3 separate regions of the Sus scrofa genome follow, and all the other regions are linked to region 2. A link is a contact called in public Hi-C and HiChIP or PLAC-seq data. All regions are on one chromosome and are shown on one strand. The core of a region is the stretch at or near the end of the contact, and the rest is flanking DNA. Distances in the headings are between cores, read along the strand shown.

Region 1 (2,700 bases), core at 84-2,583, 390 kb before region 2:
GCACTGCTCTGTTTCTCCCGCCACAACTGCTTACACTTTGTACTCTGTGTCTTGCTTACACCTTGTGCTGGGGAGATTTACAATCCATCTCCCCTGCTAGACTGAGCTCCCTGAGGAAAGAAGTTTTGTCTCTTTTGCTCATGTTCATACCTTTGTGCCTAGAGTGTCTGAAAAGTATTGAAGTTGAAACCTTAACAAAATTTCTGTGGAAACTAAACAAAACCTATTGATTTGTTACTGAAAAAATGCAAGGTAATGACTCCATCGGGGCTTTTGCATTTTAGAATCAGTCCAAGGAGACTGCCTTTGGCATTCTTGAACGCCTGACTTTATCTAGGTACAATTATGCAGAAATTATCTCTCCACTCCACCCCAGAGAAAGGTCCAAAGGTACTTTCTCACCTCCCCCACCTCGTTTAGGTATTTATTTAAATGGCACCTTTCCTGCTGCCTTCCCTGGGTACTGTGTTTAAGACAAGCCATCCTTCAAACACCCTCTCTACTAGACTGTTTTCCCCACAGCATGTGTACCAGCATGTAACAGCTAATATCTTGCTTATCTCTTTTGCATATTGTCTTTCCCACCCCACTAAAATGTAAGCTCACATGATTTTCAGATAGGCACACAATTAATAAAATGTATTAATATTGGAAGTGTATTTGGGGATAGGAGCCGTGATTTTCTCTTCAGCTTCTAGTGACCTGGCCTGGTTTGGATCTTATATGCCAGTGATTGAAGGACCCACATCCCGGGGCTCTCTAACCCACTGTCTGAACAATTCACAGGGTATTGCACACTTGGCCTCACACGTGGCCTCAATCACTTGTCCCCATTCTCCTTCACTCTGCTCCCCTGGAGATGACCCATTCGAATGCCTAGGGACGGAGATGTAACCGCCCTAGTTCCCCCTTTTCTAAGGGAGATAGGGTTTTCCTGCTTTAGGCTGAGGGGATGGGGGAGGATGAAAAAGTCAAGATTCCCACCATGGCCAGGGGAGACAGGGGAGGGTGTTTCTATATATTTTAGGCCTCAGGCCTGTAGCCTGCCCTGGAGGGGGCCGGGGAGCCGTGTGGTGGGACCGCTGCGGGGGGCCCACCAGGAACCTCCAGTGAGCTACCCAAGGCCGGTGCAGAGTGCAAGAGACCCCGCTTCCCCACCTGGCGGCCCCCTCCTCTCTTTGGGAAGCCTGGGGGCGGGGTTTGTTTACTCCTTGCACGCACCGCCGGCTTGGCCAATGCGTGGGGAGAGGCGCCTTACGTCACTCATGCCGAAGGCCAATCGGCGCTCACCGTGCTGCTCCGCCGCCAAAGCTCGCGCGGGGGAAGCGGGGCAGTGGCGGGGCCGGGAAAGGGCGGACGAAGCCGCCAGCGCTCTCTGCTGCAGCCGCCGGAGCTGCTCGGTAAGCGGGGCGCGCCCTGACCCTTCCTCTTTGGGCAGGCTCGAGGTCGCGCGCGCGCGCGGTCGGCGTCCCGGGGCCTCGAACTCCAGGGCCTCCACTGGGCAGGCCGCGGATCGCCCACCCTGCCCCGAGTGTAAATCCACCGGGACCTGGCCGCCGCCAAGCGCCGGCGCCACTGGAGCGGCGGCGCCCGAAGACGCGCCCCAGGCTCGAAGAAGAGCCCTGCGTGGCCGCCTTGTCCTCTGCAACCTAGCGGCGGTAAGGTCCAGGGCGAGGGCGCGGGCTCCGTGCCGAGGGCCTCTGGATTCGGCCCGCCGAGTTCCCGGGCAGGTTTCCCTCCATGAGCCTCCGGCCCCCTTGCAACCTCGGGTCCCATCTGTTTATTCCCACGCGTTCTTCCAGGCCTCGCCGAGTAACCCTTAAGGGTCTGGGGAAGAGTCGGAAACTCGAGACTCCCCTACTACCCCACTCCCCCGTACAAATTGGAGTGAGCCACCGTGCCTGAGTCACGCCTCGTGGAAGAGAGGAAAGGCTGCTTTCTCCTCTCTCGGCATCTTCAGGGGAGAAGGATGGCGTTAAGTCTAGGTTTCCGACTTTTCCTCCTTTCATGACCCATAGGCCTCCATCTCTCTCTATCAGGTGTATTTCAGAGTGCCAAAGCCTTTTGCGATTGGAAGAACCTCATCGCCCCCATAAGGGAACTTTTCTCTAAAGTAGAGGATCACTTTTGGGGCCCAGGCTCCTTTGAGAAATTCCAGAGAGCCAAGGTCTCCTCCCCTCTCCACCTTCCAGAAAAGTATAAAGGTTTTTGTAGGATCTTGTAGAGAGACTATGCAGCCAAGTGGGTGAGCTCTCAGCCTCTGCTACCAGCTGGTATTACCTTGCGTGTGGTCTCTTTCTTCATCTGTAAAAGAGTATCCACCTATTCGGGTTGTTGCCGGGAGTAAATGGACTAATAGGTGGAACCCTTTGGAACAAAGCTCATCTCCTATTAAGTGCTCTGCCCTGAATGAGTTAGGCCTTTAATTGACCACCGTGAATGGTGGTTTGTAAAAGGTCCCTCTATTGATGTTTCTCTTTTTTCTGCTGAAACAGTTAACAGGCTCATCATCCCTTTCTGTATTCACTGCTGAAGCTCCTTTTGAGCCTTTGAATACTTTGAATGCTTTTCTCTTCCTCATTCTATCTCTGAGGATTCAGACTCCCTTCCCACTTCTTTACTCTCTTTTTAGTAAGGCATTCCCTCCCTTCTCCGTTCTCCCCCAAATCTTTGTCTTGTGTTTTTTCATTTGACTTCTAT
Region 2 (2,700 bases), core at 96-2,595:
CACGAAGGGAACTCCTTATAGTTGATTTGAGAGCAATTTTTGAGTTATTTTCTCCAAAACTCTGATTTTTCGGTTTAAGATGTAAAAGCTTTCAAACTATAGAAACCTCGGTTTCATTTAAGATGCTCTCACAGTGATTTTAAATGCCCTATTAAAAAAAATAAGGATGCATTTAAACAGCATCTCTTTTTCAAGGTGTTCTGAGATCTTAGAACAGAAACCATATAAAATATAACAGGATGAAGCTGTCCCGAAAGGTTTCACTTGGTCCAATATTTTTAAAAAAATTTATAGAAAGAAGTGACTTATTTGTAAAAGAAAATTCTCCACAAAGGCCTATCAGGACACTGTCTTCTCCAGGAAATGGCATCCTTTGATAGCGTAGGGCCAGGAATGAGATTAAAATTTATGTTTCTGAATAAAGGGCTTAACATTCTTCTTCAAGACAAGCTACTGCCATCTGACCAGTCTTGAATCATCCAAGTTTTAAAGCCAGCAGAACAGTAGCTAATCCCGAAAGGCAACAGCTAGGGACACTTCTTTCCTGCGCCTCTCCGGAACAAGACTAAGAGTCATTACTGTGGAAGATGACTCCAGAGCATCACTCTGGTGTGTGAAAAGAAGCATTAAAACGACCCGCTGACTCAGGGCCTTGACCGTGACCTCTACAGTTTGCTTTTAGAAAAGGGTGGCGAGGTTGGGCCCACAAACCAAAGTGGTGCCTCGCAGCTCCCATCAACTCACCTACTTTTATTGTCTTGACCACACCCATCACTACCTGAAATTACCTTTTTAACTGCCCTGCTTTCCACCTGTTTCGTTCCCCAGACTACCAGTCCCCGTCGCCGGCCGCAGCCCTCCGACTAGCAGCAGCACGGGCGTGGCCCCAGTCTTTCGCTCCCAGGCAGGGCGACCCCGCCCCTATACCTCCAGGAACAGTCTCTCCGAGGCTCGGTGTGTCCCACGGGCCGGAGCTGGGCCCGCGGAGGCCGCAGCACAGCCAGGGTCTCGAGTGCAGCGCTTACCCATCACCTGGACCCTGCAGATGGCGCACGTATCGCACTCCACGTCCCAGCTCCACATGGCCACCGCGTTCCACTTCTTCAGAGAGAACATCTTGTCGCCTCCCGACTTGGTTCCTGAGCTACCGGAGTGAGAGGACAGGGCGCAGGGCTCCTCGCCGTCTTCCACGTCTGCCATGGCGGCGGCGCGAAGCCGGCGGCGGAGACGTTAGGTTGCGGAAGGCGGGCGACTATGGCGGCTCCCTGGGGCCCCTCGCCGGGCCACAGCGCCGCCCGCAGGCTGCGGGCCACCGTGGGGCCTACGACGGAGGCCGCCCGAGACTGGCTGGCGCGTCCCAGTGACGTCACCGCCCCCGCGCCCTGGGCCCGGCCCGCTCCGACTCTTTGGCCAAGAATGGGCGCCGCGCTCAGGAGGGTTGCCGGTGCAGGAAGCAGGTGTTCTGCTTTATGCCTTCGTGACCCTTCTGGCTCTCACAAGTTGTCATATTGATGTACTCCCTTCCTAAATGAAAACGCCATCGGAGCGAGGACGTGACTTGATCACCACCTTCTCCTGGGTATGTGAAAAATGCCTGGCCTCAGGAGGGGTAGTTATTTGTTGAGTGAATGAATGACTATCTTTTAGAAATCTGGTTCAGCCGTTCTCAAACTTTTTGGTCTTGGCACCCCTTTACACTTAAGAATCACTGGAACATTAAAGAACTTTCGGTTTGTAAAATATGTGTACACACAAACACACACTTTTTTTTTAAGAAATACGAAAAAAATTTTAATGTATTCACTTAAAAAATAACCATAGGAGTTCCTGTTGTGGTTAAGCGATGAGGAACCCGACTAGTATCTAGTATACATGAGAATGCAGGTTCAATCCCTGGCCTTGCTCAGTGGATCGGTGTTGTTGTGAGCTGTGGTGTAGGCTGGTAGCTGTATCCGATTCAGCCCCTAGCCTGGGAACTTCCATATGCCACAGGTGTGCCCCCACCCCCCGCCCCCGCAAGGAAAAGCAATAAACCCATTACAAGTAATCATTAGAACAAGGATATCACATATCTTGTAGCTTTTATAAAACTCCACTGTATACTCACAGGAGAAAGTGAAGAGAAATAGCGGTGAATATTGTTATGCAAATACTTTTGACCTTGTTTCCCCTGAAAGGATCCCAGGAACCCCCGGGGACCACACTCTGAGAACCTCTATCTAGTCCAACATCCTCCTTTTATTGATAGGAATGTTGAGGTCCAGAAAAATAAGATAAAGACACACCATTATTCCCTAAAGGTAACTGTTTTGAATCCAGGGTTCTTCTGCATCTAGCCCGGGGTCATATTATTATGTTTTCCCAAGCAAAGCAGATAACATCTCTATTTAAATAAGAAAGCTGTGGTATGGAGAGCCCACGAAGATGCCTGATCACCACTACCACCTAGTGGTGGACACCTGCTGTGTCGGGTTTGGAATTCAGAGCCTCCCACCTTTTCCTACTGGGCCTCATCCCCTCCTCTCCTGATGTCTGGATGGGGGCTAGAAGCTCCAGAAATCTGGCGGAGGAGGCAAGGAAGCATATATGTGTGAAAATATAAATGTGGATACATTTGGGTCACATTTGGCTAGATGCTGATGGAAGAGGTGACGTTTGAACTGGGGGAAGATGGGAGGCATCGGAGGCCCGGAAGTGGGT
Region 3 (2,700 bases), core at 56-2,555, 490 kb before region 2:
GCATATGGAGGTTCCCAGGCTAGGGGTTGAATCGGAGCTACAATTGCTGGCCTTCACCACAGCCACAGCAAGTCAGGATCCTAGCCGTGACTGTGGCCTATACCACAGCTCACGGCAAATGCTGGATCCTTAACCCACTGAGCCAAGGCAGGGATCCAACCCCAAACCTCATGGTTACTAGTCGGATTCATTTCGCCTACGCTACAACAGGAACTCCAGTATACCACTCTTCACTGTTGAACTTTTTCACAAAAAACGCATATCCATATTACTTTCATAATTTTACAAAAAGGTAATGAATATTTTCAGGTACTGGGTTTTTGGGGGGCTGGAGGTGGAGTGGTGGCTGGAACAGGTCTTGACACCTCCCCACTCCCCACAGATAAGGACTTGGAGCTGGACCACCCCTCAAAAATCCCCTTGGATTCAAAGCTGGTGATCAAAACGGAAGGAAACTCAAAATTACCACATGCGTCCTTCCTGCCCTCTGAGGGGAAGATCTCATGCTTTTGAGGCAGGAAAGGTAAAGGGGCTTTCAGATTCTTGAAAAAGCAATCGTTGGGGTGGAGTTTGACGGTAAAAACAGATGCCTTGCGCTGTGCTCCTTCCTCCGACCAGAGGGCTGCGAAAGGTCTCACTGGTTGAGTGTTATTTCATTTAGCAAGTATTTATTGAGAAGTATTGTGTGTATCTGACCAGGTTTTCTGGGGAGAAGTCTTGGGAAACTCACAGTTTATTAATAAATACCTTTGGCCCAATTTTGTATTTCCTTTTAAGAGTTAAAAGAATAGCAGGCGAAGTTCCCCTAGCGGCTCAGTGGTTAACCAATCTGACTAGCATCCATGAGGACAGAGGTTCAATCCCTGGCCTGACTCAGTGGGTTAAGGATCCGGACTTGCGGTGAGCTGTGATGTAGGTCGCAGGCGCGGCTCCGATCCTGCCGGAGCCTGCGTTGCTGTGGCCTGGGCGGGCAGCTACAGCTACCATTTGACCTACAGCCTGGGAACCTCCATATGCCCGCAGTAGTGGCCATAAAAAGCAAAAACAAACAAAAGAAACGCAGGCACTTCCTGCATGATGCTCGGCATGAGGAGGGAAATCATGAAAATTACCGGCCGGGAAACGCCGAGAGCGGCGGGTGTTTGGAGAACTGGGCCACGTGCGTGAGCTGGGGCTCCAAAGTCCCACCGAAAACACACTCGCCTCTACGCCCCCAGGCGGCCACTCGGCCCGCGCGCGCTCCAGCGAAGGGGCCCTGCGCAGCCGTGACGTCACGGCGTCGGGGCGGGGCCCTCGGCAGGGGCGGGGCCGCTCCCGGAGCTCGCGGAGGGGGCGGGGCGGGCCGGGGGCGGTGGCCCGGTTGGGCGCGCTCCGCTCCTGCGGTGCGAGTGTTTGGAACTAGCCTGCTCGGCTGGCGGCTGCGGTAGAGAGGCGTTCGGGTCGGGATGTCCGAGCTGTCCACCGTTGCAGAGCAGGAACGCCAGGAGCAGAGCGCGCCGGACGGGCGGCGCGCAGGCTTCGTACTGGGGCTGGACGTGGGCAGCTCGGTGATTCGCTGCCACGTCTATGACCGCGCGGCGCGGATCTGCGGTTCCAGCGCGCAGAAGGTGACTGGGGAGCGGGCGTCGGGGCTGCGGGTCAGCGTCGCGCAAGACGCCCGGGATCCGATCGTGGGCGCAGAGAGGGCGGGACCGCCTCATCCGGCCTGGAGGCCGCCACCTGCAGCACCGCCGGCCCTTGGTCTTGATCGGGGCGCCGGGATCGGCCAGGTCACCGCATTCCCTCCTGGGTCAGACTGAAACCCGTGCGCCTTTCCTGTCCCGGCTGAGGACCCTAGGGGCCCGCTTTGTCACCCGGGGCCGCTCACTAGCTTCCTCTCACCTGGGGATTCGCCCCTCTGGCCTTACCTGGGTGAGAATGCGGTGACTCCCGGGGCTGGGCAGGGTAGGGCGGACTGCGCATATCTAGCCAGAGGGTACTTTGTGATTTGCTTGGTTTTTCCTGCACTTCCTTGGTAGACCTCCAACACTGTCTTTATTTACATTTAAAATTTTCAGATCTTGATGGGATTTGACTTTATGTCCGTTCTTCATTTGCCATTATTAACTGTTTCCCAAAGTGCTGAGCAGCTCATTTCCATGGATACGGGAAGTTATTTACTCTTCTGTCCAATACCAACTTCTTTTTATATTAGCAGTGTTAGGGCGAGCAGGAGCTATTACCTAACCCATTCCCAGCAGCACAGAGCTCCCCTTTTGCTGGATTCCCACCCTTCTTCCCACCCCCTTTAGAAGCGGTTTTCTGCCTTAGCAGTTGCCCAGGAGCAGGTCCAGTCAAAACAGTTCTTTGAGCGCTCGTGTTGAGGACTTCCTCATGCTGGTGTCAGAACCGGGACAGGGAGCTGGGACTAGAGCAGCTCCCTGGTCCTTTCTGCGTCCACCTGTGCAGGAAAGGGTGAGTACTGCCCACTCACCCCTACCCCCACCTGAAAGGAGAGACAAAAGGCAGACTCTGTCCTTAGAAACTATGTGCTCCTTATCTTTTTGAGTCTTTATCAGAACACGGTGATACTTTTCACAAGTCTCCCTTATAATTCTGGACACAAAGTACTTTTGTGTTTAGGCAGAGTTTTTTTGTTTGTTTGTTTGTTTGTTTTTTGCTTTTTTAAGGAGTTGGAGTATTTGGAATCAGTATTTGGAT

The links. A called contact is a pair of places that touch in the nucleus more often than the background predicts. HiChIP or PLAC-seq counts read pairs in DNA pulled down with a chosen protein or histone mark.
Region 1: a Hi-C map of embryonic fibroblasts shows a contact between it and region 2, with 1.5 times the contacts expected there. The contact joins the promoter of TFDP2 here to the promoter of RNF7 in region 2. A contact is called at or near these places in 1 of 5 promoter capture datasets (fetal liver), 1 of 47 Hi-C or Micro-C datasets (embryonic fibroblasts) and 1 of 2 datasets of contacts at active chromatin or transcription factors (alveolar macrophages).
Region 3: an H3K27ac HiChIP or PLAC-seq map of alveolar macrophages shows a contact between it and region 2. The contact joins the promoter of GK5 here to the promoter of RNF7 in region 2. A contact is called at or near these places in 1 of 47 Hi-C or Micro-C datasets (alveolar macrophages) and 1 of 2 datasets of contacts at active chromatin or transcription factors (alveolar macrophages).

Annotation. Positions count from the first base shown.
Region 1 is chr13:82,936,314-82,939,013 of Sscrofa11.1, reverse strand. TFDP2 (transcription factor Dp-2) reads left to right here and starts at 1,333. Exons shown (of 11, transcript XM_021069559.1): 1 at 1,333-1,400.
Region 2 is chr13:82,547,120-82,549,819 of Sscrofa11.1, reverse strand. RNF7 (ring finger protein 7) reads right to left here and starts at 1,345. Exons shown (of 3, transcript NM_001245011.1): 1 at 1,026-1,345. The coding sequence starts at 1,200. It overlaps LOC102160777 (a long non-coding RNA gene), which reads left to right and starts at 1,380. Exons shown (of 3, transcript XR_001300354.2): 1 at 1,380-1,579.
Region 3 is chr13:83,034,194-83,036,893 of Sscrofa11.1, reverse strand. GK5 (putative glycerol kinase 5) reads left to right here and starts at 1,305. Exons shown (of 16, transcript XM_003483257.4): 1 at 1,305-1,607. The coding sequence starts at 1,446.